2 separate regions of the Rattus norvegicus genome follow, and region 1 is linked to region 2. A link is a contact called in public Hi-C data. All regions are on one chromosome and are shown on one strand. Each heading gives the region's core, a stretch centred on a gene start, on an enhancer-like site or on the middle of the called end of the contact. The rest is flanking DNA. Distances are from core to core; before and after follow the strand shown.

Evidence for each region. Hi-C and Micro-C count contacts between places; a contact is called where the count stands out from the background.
Region 1: a contact with region 2 is called in a Hi-C map of psoas muscle, with 2.4 times the contacts expected there. The contact joins two enhancer-like sites. A contact is called at or near these places in 2 of 12 Hi-C or Micro-C datasets (mammary epithelial cells and psoas muscle).

What each region holds. Positions count from the first base shown.
Region 1 is chr6:94,783,245-94,787,855 of GRCr8, reverse strand. No RefSeq gene overlaps it. Among named protein-coding and RNA genes, the nearest start is that of Tmx1, 89 kb to the right of the region's middle. Within about 2 kb of position 3,150, at least 15 of the 93 cell types and tissues checked have an H3K27ac peak or open chromatin away from gene starts, as enhancers often do.
Region 2 is chr6:94,731,399-94,736,452 of GRCr8, reverse strand. No RefSeq gene overlaps it. Among named protein-coding and RNA genes, the nearest start is that of Tmx1, 37 kb to the right of the region's middle. Within about 2 kb of position 3,547, at least 13 of the 93 cell types and tissues checked have an H3K27ac peak or open chromatin away from gene starts, as enhancers often do.

The sequences.
Region 1 (4,611 bases), core at 1,901-4,400, 52 kb before region 2:
AACACTCAAACATCCTGGGCGCCATAAGTGAAGAGTGGATGGCACTGTCGAAATACCACGAAATCATTTCTTCGTTACATGACAGAAGAATGTGCTTGGGACTTAACATTATAGAAACAGAAAGTGCAATCAAAAACCTTAGGCCTCTAAACTGCACAGTAAAAACATCTTATTTTTGTTTAAAGAAACATATTTATGAATATATTCATAGAAAAAGAAAGAAGCTGAAGAAGTATGGAAATATTAAAAGTTAGTCAATTGTCACTCAAAATGGCACAGGATATGCATAGGGACACTCACCTGTGCTATACATAGAAAGCAGAGAACAAGGTTGAGCATTTTCCTCTCTTGCTTTTCTCCTTGTCTTTTGAGATGGTCTGTTTCAGCTGGCCCAGAGGGACATCGAGCTGCCCAGCCAGCTCTGAGGTTACAAGCACCACGCCTGGCCTGGCCTTTTTGTGGGTGCTTGGGGATATGAATTCAGATCACTGTGCTTACGTGGCAGGCACTGCAGCCCCGAGTCATCGCCCCAGCCCTTTATACAAACTTGTAAGTTTTGAATAACAGGTGGATCTTTTTCCATAAATGTGTTCGTAAAAAAATTTAGGAATTACAATAGCAAAGATTTAGGGTGTTAGTGTTTTGAAAGTGCCAACATGTAACACCCGTGGATTCTTTATGACAGTGGGAACCGTCGAAATACCACGAAATCAAGTGGTTTGCGTTGGCACCGTGTTGCTCTCTTCCTCTCCCAAAAGGGAAGCAGGGAAGTATTAATTTGTTTGCACTTGCGTTATAATGATCTAGCCCCAGAAAGGAGCTCTGTAATTAAGACACTGCTCCGATTGCTTTTATTCATTTGAATGTGTTTCTATAGCAATGTGGAAGCTGTGTTTCCAGTTTTAAATGCTAGTGATTCAGTGTAACCTTGGGTGGGCCCCCTCCTGTCCTGGTTTTCTCCTGTGTTGACTGAGATTGATGGTCCAGCTCATGCTGTGCTGCGAAGATGATCTGACTAAATTAAATTAGATCTAGTGCAGCTGGGCAGCTGAAGGAGGCTGTGAGGGGGTGACTTCCCCAGGATCCTCTGCACTCTGGCTTTACTGCCAGCAGCCCACGCTAGCAGCAAAAGCTGGCTTCAACCACTGGCTTGTTCTCAACGCCCGCAAATGGCCGCACCACTTCTGCAGATGGCCCGTGAGGGCACGGCTCCTGCTTGGCAGTGATGGCTGGTGGTTTCCAGCCAGGCCCCAGAAGTTCAGGCTTAGTTTCTGAGAGCTGGTGGTGAGATGCGGCCACGGTGTCCTGTGATTATCCCTGTGGAGCCAGCAGCCACACTGAGATCAGCCCACCCCAGGCCCTGCCTGGACATGTTCTGGATGCCTCTTTAAACAAACTCGAATAATAAGATTTTACGTCTCTGAATACCAAAAGCACTTGAAGGTGATCTGGACTCAGCAGGCTGCCTATTTTTCCAAACAAATGGTTTATCACGGATTCTCTTAGCTAAAAAAGAAAGAGAGAAAGAAAGAAAGAAAGAAAGAAAGAAAGAAAGAAGAAAGAAAGAAAGAAAGAAAGAAAGGAAGGAAGGAAGGAAGGAAGGAAGGAAGAAAAAATAAAATATAAAATAAAGAGGGTTGGGAGAGGAGAAGTTGGAGAATAGAAGCAGAGAAGTCAGACATTTTTGTTGGGAACCTCGATAAGACACGCACATACCTCAGAGCAGAGCAGGATGCCCTGCTAGTCCGTGAGTTAGGAATTAGAGAGAAAGGCAGAACCAGGTCTCATGCACTAGGCACTGATGGTCTCTATCGGGGCGCATGGTAACAAACACAGGGAGAAAACCCTATTCCTATTGTATTGAGACAGAGTCTAATGTGTATCTCAGGATGGACTGAAACCCACTCTGTATCTGAGGATGACCTCTATGCCTGATCCTCCTGCCTCTACCTCCTGAGTGCTGTGGTATGGGCATGAGCCTCCCTCTCCAGTTTATGAGGTACTTCGTATAGAATCCATTGCTTAGTGCAATGGTTCTCAGCCTGTGAGTCGTGACCTCTTTGGGGTGCAAACAACTCTTTCACAGGAGTCACCTAAGACCATCGGGAAACACAGATATTTATAGTATGATTCATATAGGTAGCAAAATTGCAGTAATAAAGTAGCAACAAAAATTATTTTATGACTGGGGGTTACCACAGCATGAGGAAGGTTGATGGTAGCAAGCACTCTATTCACTGAGCTACACCTTCATATTCCAAAGATCAGAACTCATCATCAAAGGCTTGTCCTCACTTGGGTTTGACTTCTTTTTGTCGTTGTCATTGTTGCTGTTGTTGTAGTTTTCCAGGACTCACAGTTGAACTCAGGACCTTAGCAATGTCAGGTACTAAGGTATTATACCCTATTCTTCTTCTTAAGTGTCAAGGTCCCAGAAACATCAGCAGGGAAAACAGAGTGGGATTTGAATCCTATATGCGATCAGTCACTTTGCAAACCAGGGGAGTTAGTTAACCATTCAGGGACCCAAGTCACTTCCGGCTTCTATAAAGAGCACAGCAATCGTTGGTGACACCTGGACACACAGCCACTTACCTGGATTGTGTCCCTACTTTGTGCCTGAGGAGCCAGGCTTAGGGCTTCGTCGCTGACCGTTTGCTTCTCAAGACCCATGTGACCACTCCCGAGCATTGCTCAACAGAGACAAGACCAGGTTCCTCCCTCCATCCCATCCCTGGGGTCCACCCTTCCTCCACTGAGCAGATTGTAACCCTCGACCTCAATTCTGCGTCTTTACTCTGACAAGAGAAGAGACGATGATCTACTGCTGCTTCTTCATACTGGGCTTCCCCCCAAATCCTGCCTCCTTCATCCTCCTTCTCCTTCTCTTTCTCCTCATCTTCTCCCAACCAGCTCTCACCATCACCCTAGTTAATTACATTTTCCAGCACTTGGGGATTCTGAACTAATTTGCCATTCCTCTTCCTAGAATCCATCCCTAAGAGAGTCATATTCTACATGTGAAACAAATTTAGCCATTGTGCAAATGAGTTTTACGGCCAAATTCCTATTGCAAAACCTAACAGAGGCCAAGGGTGGGACTGGGAAAGTGAGGTCAGTGTGTCTGTGGCGCTCTGTGGTGCAGCAGAGAAGGAAGAAGCTATGATTCAATGAAGTCTGCTGGCCTGGGCATCCCGTGTGCTCAGCTCCAGCCTTAGAGTGCTTCCTGAGTTCTGTGGCCATGAGGAGCACGCTTTCTATGAGGTCAGGAGGCTGAGGCCAAGTTAGACATGCTAAACAATGGGGCTGAGGCCACTGTTCACTCAGCCTTCACAAATCTCACAGCCCACTTCACTAATTCATCAGCTCATCCTTTCTTGTAGAACCCAAGTTAGACTTAGCACTGTGGACAAACAACAACGCACAATCCGAGCCAACCCAGCAAACAGCTCAGATCTCTGAGCCATGGTCTCAGTATATCGCCTCATCATGTGAAGATTCTCATTAGAACATGGATTTGTCTCAGTGGTTTCTGACTGATGAACATCGCCGGAAATGAACATCATGGCTTCCTAGATGCCAACAGTACATAGCTATAGGTCTATGACATCTCTATGCAAACTGTGGAAGGACCCTGCCAGCAGATCATAGTCAGTGTCAACTCCATCCCACAGCTGACTGAAGCTTGGTGCCAGCCTCTAAGGCTTTGGGGCCTATCACTGACTTGTTGCCATTTTTCCATGGCTTATCCCACGAGTCTTGTTATTACCATGGATAATCGACTAAGTCCCCTTCATGCTACCTTCTGTGTCTGCTTCAGCCTCCTCTCCTGTTCACAGATCCTGGCCCTCTGTGAGATTCCCCATCTCATGACCTTGGCTTAACTCCCTATTTGGCTCCAGTCATATTGGGACTGACTTAGTGGCCCTTTCCCCTGCCCAGGCCCTCTCAGCCAAAGCAGCACCTCCGCTCTACTTCCCACCAGCACCCCCACCATTCTTCTCAAATGCAAGCTCTAAGCTGGGTCTCTGCAGCTGTTTCTAGGGCATGAGTGGTGCTCAGCTTTGGGTACCCATGAAACAATACCTTTCCTCCTCCTGGCGAGCCATGGGAGGACACAGTTCCCACTACAAAACAAAAGCAAAGAGCTCTCCCTTGTTTCCTAGATTTTTCTTCACAGGAGGCACTGAGCTCCAGAGTCAAAGTCCTCTGAGGCTAAACACATGTTATGCACCTTGTGTGCTTCTTACTGGTGATAATCACAAGCCAGTGGGCACAGCCAACAAGACTGAGCTTCTCTTTCATGGCAAGCCCCCTACTCATCCATGTTTCAAACCACTGCACCTCTGCGTGCCTCGAAGTTTGCTTACCTATCAGGACTGGAACAGGCCCTTCTCTTAGTAGAGAAATACAAGGCCATGCTAGTATCCCCAAAAGTATTTTTCCGTGAGGCTTCAGCAGGGGAGTTAAACATTTGATACAGAGAGTCAGGGGTCTTTTCTTGAATAGCAAATTGGCTGGCTCCTGGGTCTGGGGTGTGACCTGGCAAAAATGCTGGGCCACGGGGACCTCATTTTCCAGATATAATCTGGAAAGGGTGGGATGAAGGCA
Region 2 (5,054 bases), core at 2,298-4,797:
CCATCATCATCTCCATCACTGATACCGTCATCACAGTTATGATAACCATTATCACCTCATCATCACGGACACAGTTAACTTTTCTACAGGTCATGTTTCCTTGCCCATAATTATTTCCAAATGTTATAACCCCATGATAGATATCTTCCTTTTACGTTACACTATTGTGGTAGTTTAGATATGCTTGGCCCAGGGAGTGTCACTATTAGGAGGTGTGGCCTTCTTGGAGTAGGTGTGGCTTTGTTGAAGGAAGGCTGTCACTGTGGGTGTGGTCTTTGAGACCCTCCTCAGGGCTATCAGTCTTGTCCTAGCAGCCTTCAAATGAAGATGTAGAGCTCTCAGCTCCTCCTGCACCAGGCCTGCCTGGATGCTGCCATGCTCCCACCTTGATGATAATGGACTGAACCTCTGAACCTGTGAGCCAGCCCCAATTAAACGTTGTCCTTATAAGAGTTGCCCTGGTCATGGTGTCTGTTCACAGCAGTAAAGCCCTAACTAACTGTGGATATTATGTGTGTGCATGCGTGCGCTGCACCATTGAAATGATGTTACCATTGACAGGCCCCTTCAGAACTTCTGAGTTTTCTGTTTAAAGGAATGCTTACCTATTGCTCTGGAATGTTCTCCTTTGCCCCTTCCAAATCCATTCTTCCACGCAACTCTGTCCTAGTTTGTGTACTGCAAATGAGATCTGTGCAGATCGAACCACCCTGGGTCTCTTATATGTCTATGTATGCGTATTGACAGAAGGGATGGAGTCACCAGATTTAAGAGAGCAGGAGTGGTGATGGTACTGGAAAGACTACCTAAGTGTAATGGTTAGTGCTAACTTTCCACTTCAAAGACTGTAGAGTCACCCGAGAGATGAGCCTCTAGATGTGCTTGCGGTAGTCATCTTGACTGTGTTCACTGAAAGGGAAGGCTGTCTACTGTGGGCGGCACCATTCCCTGCCTGGGATCCTGTACTGTATACATGGAGGGAAGGAGCTGATCTTTTCTTCACTCCTTGTTCACTCATCACTCTGTTTCTTGATGGTGGTACCAGGTTGGGTACCATAATGGGTATGATGTGAGCTACTGCGTTAAGCTCCTGGTGCCTTGACTCGTTTGCCATGATGAACTGTAAGCCAGAATAAACCCTTTCTCCTATAAGTTGCTTTTGTCAGGGTGTTTTATGACAGCAGCAGGAAAAGAAACTAAGGCAGGAGGAAAACAAAAGGTTAGGATAAAATGAAAGGAATTTGCATTAAAAATATTACGACAAACAAAAGAAACTGGATTAAAAAAATCATACTATTGCATAAAATCATTTGTTTGCAATTCTATATAGTGCAAATTGACCTGTGGGGACAGAAAGCAGATCCTTGTTGCCTGGGGTCAGGGATGAGAGACTGACCCCCGTAGCCCTGAGGAAACTTATTACAGACATTTGTAAAATCTTACTTGGTGACAAAACTGCCTTCACCTAAATGGATATAATTCACTGTAGGTAATTATGTCTTACTAAGATTTGTGTTACAAATGTGAGGAACTGAGCTCCATTCTCCCAGGATCTAAATCAAGAAAAAAAAAAAGTTGGGTGTGGTGACATGTACTTAAAACCCTAGCGTTAAAGAAGAGAGTAGAGACAAGCGGATGCCTGGGGCTCTCTGACCAGCCAGCCTCTCCTACGTGACAAGCTCCAAGGAAGTAAGAGATCCTATCTCAAAAAAATAAGGTGGACAGCACCTGAGGAATGACAGCTGACATCCTCTGGCCACACGCACATACACACACACACACACACACACACACACACACACGTGCGCGTGTGCATTCGTGCATGCACTAACACACAGACTCACAGACACACACGCACAAGATCCACAGTATAACCTAAAAGGAAACATCTATCATGGAGTTATCTACTTAAATTGATGAGCACATGATGTGGACCAGCCTGGTTCTCAGATGCCCACCTGCTTTTTTACGAGTGGTAATGAGAGAATAAATGAGCAGAAGAAGGTTCCTGAGGACAGGGCTTATCCGGAAATGCTAATCTTGTTGATGACATGGCTCTTCGCGGAAATAAGGCCCTGGAGTACTGAGGGAACGGAGAGGAAAGAAAGCAGATGTCTCTGGGATCCAGTGGGGATCTCATTAAAGCTAAGAGAGCTTTCTGCAGTAGACTGTGGAGTTCTATGGCTTAGAGAAGGAAAGGGACCGCTGTGCCTCTGCACTGGGATGCTCACGAGCCTTCTCAATTTTGATTCCTCCCCTTATAAGCTGAAGCTAGCATTCAAGTGGAAATTCTGAAGACTCCAATTGCTACTGAGAAATGCTTCCAAAGGCAGGAGAGCCAATATCTATAGATTCAGACATAAAATGTGTTTGAATCATTAGCTCTGTGCTAATTGAGAAATTTAAAACAACACAATTAATTCCCTCAGTTTATGGAGCTAAACAGTCTGTCCTCCGCCTGCTGGTTCAGCAGCTCTCAGGCTGGCTGCACCCAGATGTACCCGCAGAACGTTTATGAACTGTAGACTCCTGACCTGACCTTTAGCACAGTGGTTCTCAACCTTCCTAATGCTATTGACCCTTTAATACAGTTCCTCGTGGTGAGGTGACCCTCCCCAACCATAATATTATTTCCACTGCTACTTCATAGTTGCGATTTTGCTGCAGTCATGAATTGTAACGTAAATATCTTTTTGGAGACAGAAGTTTGCCAAAGGGCTGGCGACCCCCACAGTTAAGAACCCCTGCTTTAGCCTGTGCCTCCAGAGACCTGGGTGTGAATCGAGCACTAAGCTACTACCATGCTGCTTAAAGAGTCGTCTCAGAGCACCAGAGCTGAAATGCAGGGAGAAGGAAACAGCATACAGACCCTCCGTGGAGGGGGCATGGGGTGTTCTAGAACGAAGCAGTGTGGTAGGAGACATCTGCTCTGGCAGGAGGTAGAACAAAGTACAGAGCAGGGGCTGGGGGACGCTTATGAAGCTACAGACCTGGAGCTAGGAAAGGCTGAGGCGGGGCTTGGCAGGCTCAGCACCGCCGAGGCCTAGGCACTGAAGTGCTGGTGTTTCATTCAGTGCCCAACTGGAGATCGCATCCAATTCTCATGCCTTTAAAGGTTCTATAACTCCTGAACGCCTATGAAGCACAAGGATAGACAAGTACCGGGGTGCAACAAATTCACCCCAGAGCTCCAGTGTTCGGAAACGAGACCCAAACTCGCCTAGATCTGCGCTTGCCCACTAGCCCCTCCCCAGTCCGGGGAGACAGATGCGTCCGGAGAGAGCCTTCATGCTAACTAACACAGTTCAATCTGCCCCTTGGGGGAACTGTGCTTAATCTGCAGTTTTATTACCAGCTCTGTCCCTAGTGAAGAGGATGGCTCATGGATTTAGGAGGAAAGAGTCCTCAAAACCACACGGGGTCCTCTGGCTTCCAGAGCTACGTTTTGTCCCCTTTGCTGATGATCCTCAGCGGTGTCATTAAGGGAGGCCGCTGAGATTGCAGCTGGTAGACATTATTGTCTGTCCCTCCCTTTCAGCTGGTCCCTAGTGGCTCTCTGACTGCCTCCCTCCCTCCCTCCCTTCAGCTCTCACTGGTTTGATGTTCAGGCGCCTCTATGCCCTCGTGTCAGCAGGCCCGCAGGGGCACTCTGGCTCTCACCCCGTGTTCTTATATCCTGAGAGGAAAGACGAATGTGGAGGGACATGATTACAGTCGGTCTCTCGGACATCTCTAGCTTACTTTATCTCATCACCCTCCAGGGTGGCCAAGAAGTTCCTTAGCAGGCCTCCTGGAACCTCTCTTCCTCTTTCCTGCCTGTCTCCAGACTGCAGCCTGAAGGGAAAGTCAGACATCCACAAGACCATGCACCCCATCCACCTCCGGTGGTTTATTCAGGCTGAAGGGCAGACTCTCACAGCCCTCCACTTCCGAGCTACAGTCTTGCCACTGAGAATTGGTATAATAAACACCTCCTACTTTGTGGTAGACATTTATATTCTTCCAGGCTAATCCTTGCTGTGGAACTGGAAACCGAAAACATTAATAAAATCTTTTGTCTCCCTCAAAGGCAACCTTTAAACTTCTTGTCTTTCTGCAAAACTCCATTTTTTATGTCCAAAATCAGATCTTGACTTTATTTATTTATTCATTCATTTATTTTTGGCTTGCACGTTTGAAGACATAGTCAGGAAAAAGAGAAAAGCACATTGCTTTCTCCAAATCACGGCCATCATTGCTCCTGTGGGAAGCTATCCAGATATTTGGATGAGATAGATGTAACTTGCTATTATCAGAGGAGAATAGAGAGCAGGAAGGAAGGAAGCATATGAGGAAATACTTCCCAAGCAGGACCTCCAGGATTGGCCAATGCACCTGACAACAGTGGACAGGAAGGTAACACGTAAGAATTAGGAACACATGATGGACTTCTTTCTGGAGTGGGGACTCCTGGGGCAGAAACAGGCTAATGTGAAGAAATCAAGCTCTCTGTTTTAAAACAACTTAAAATTCCAGCAAAAGCCAGGCTTGGTGGCCGCGCCTTTAATCTCAGCACTTGGGAGGCAGAGAGAGTTGGAATTCTGTGAGTTCAAGAGCAGCCTGATCAACCAAGTGCATTCCAGGTCAATCAAAGCTATATACAGTGAAACGCTATTTAAAAAAACAATTGCAACAAAATTAAAATAAATTATGTACACACATGAAATTGTCAAATAACAAAAATAACCAATAAAAAGAAAACTAAATTTTTTTTTAAAAAATTCCTTGTAGAGAGACAAGCAGATGGAAAGATGGTATTTGGGAGCCAGCTACACACAGATGGTGGCTTAATGTTGGGCAGACAGAGTGAAGACAGCCTCTCCCTGGCGATAAACAGTGCACCAGGGGCCAAAGTCTCCGTGGGTCAAAGGAGAAAAAACAAATCTCAACCAGACTCCAGGTAGACAAGGAAAACTCTTGGGTGTCACAGAACGTTTAAAATCCAGGAACAGCCACCGTGAATTTAGCCTTAATCGGAGGGAGAGAATAGACAGGTATTTAGAACTAAATCATCG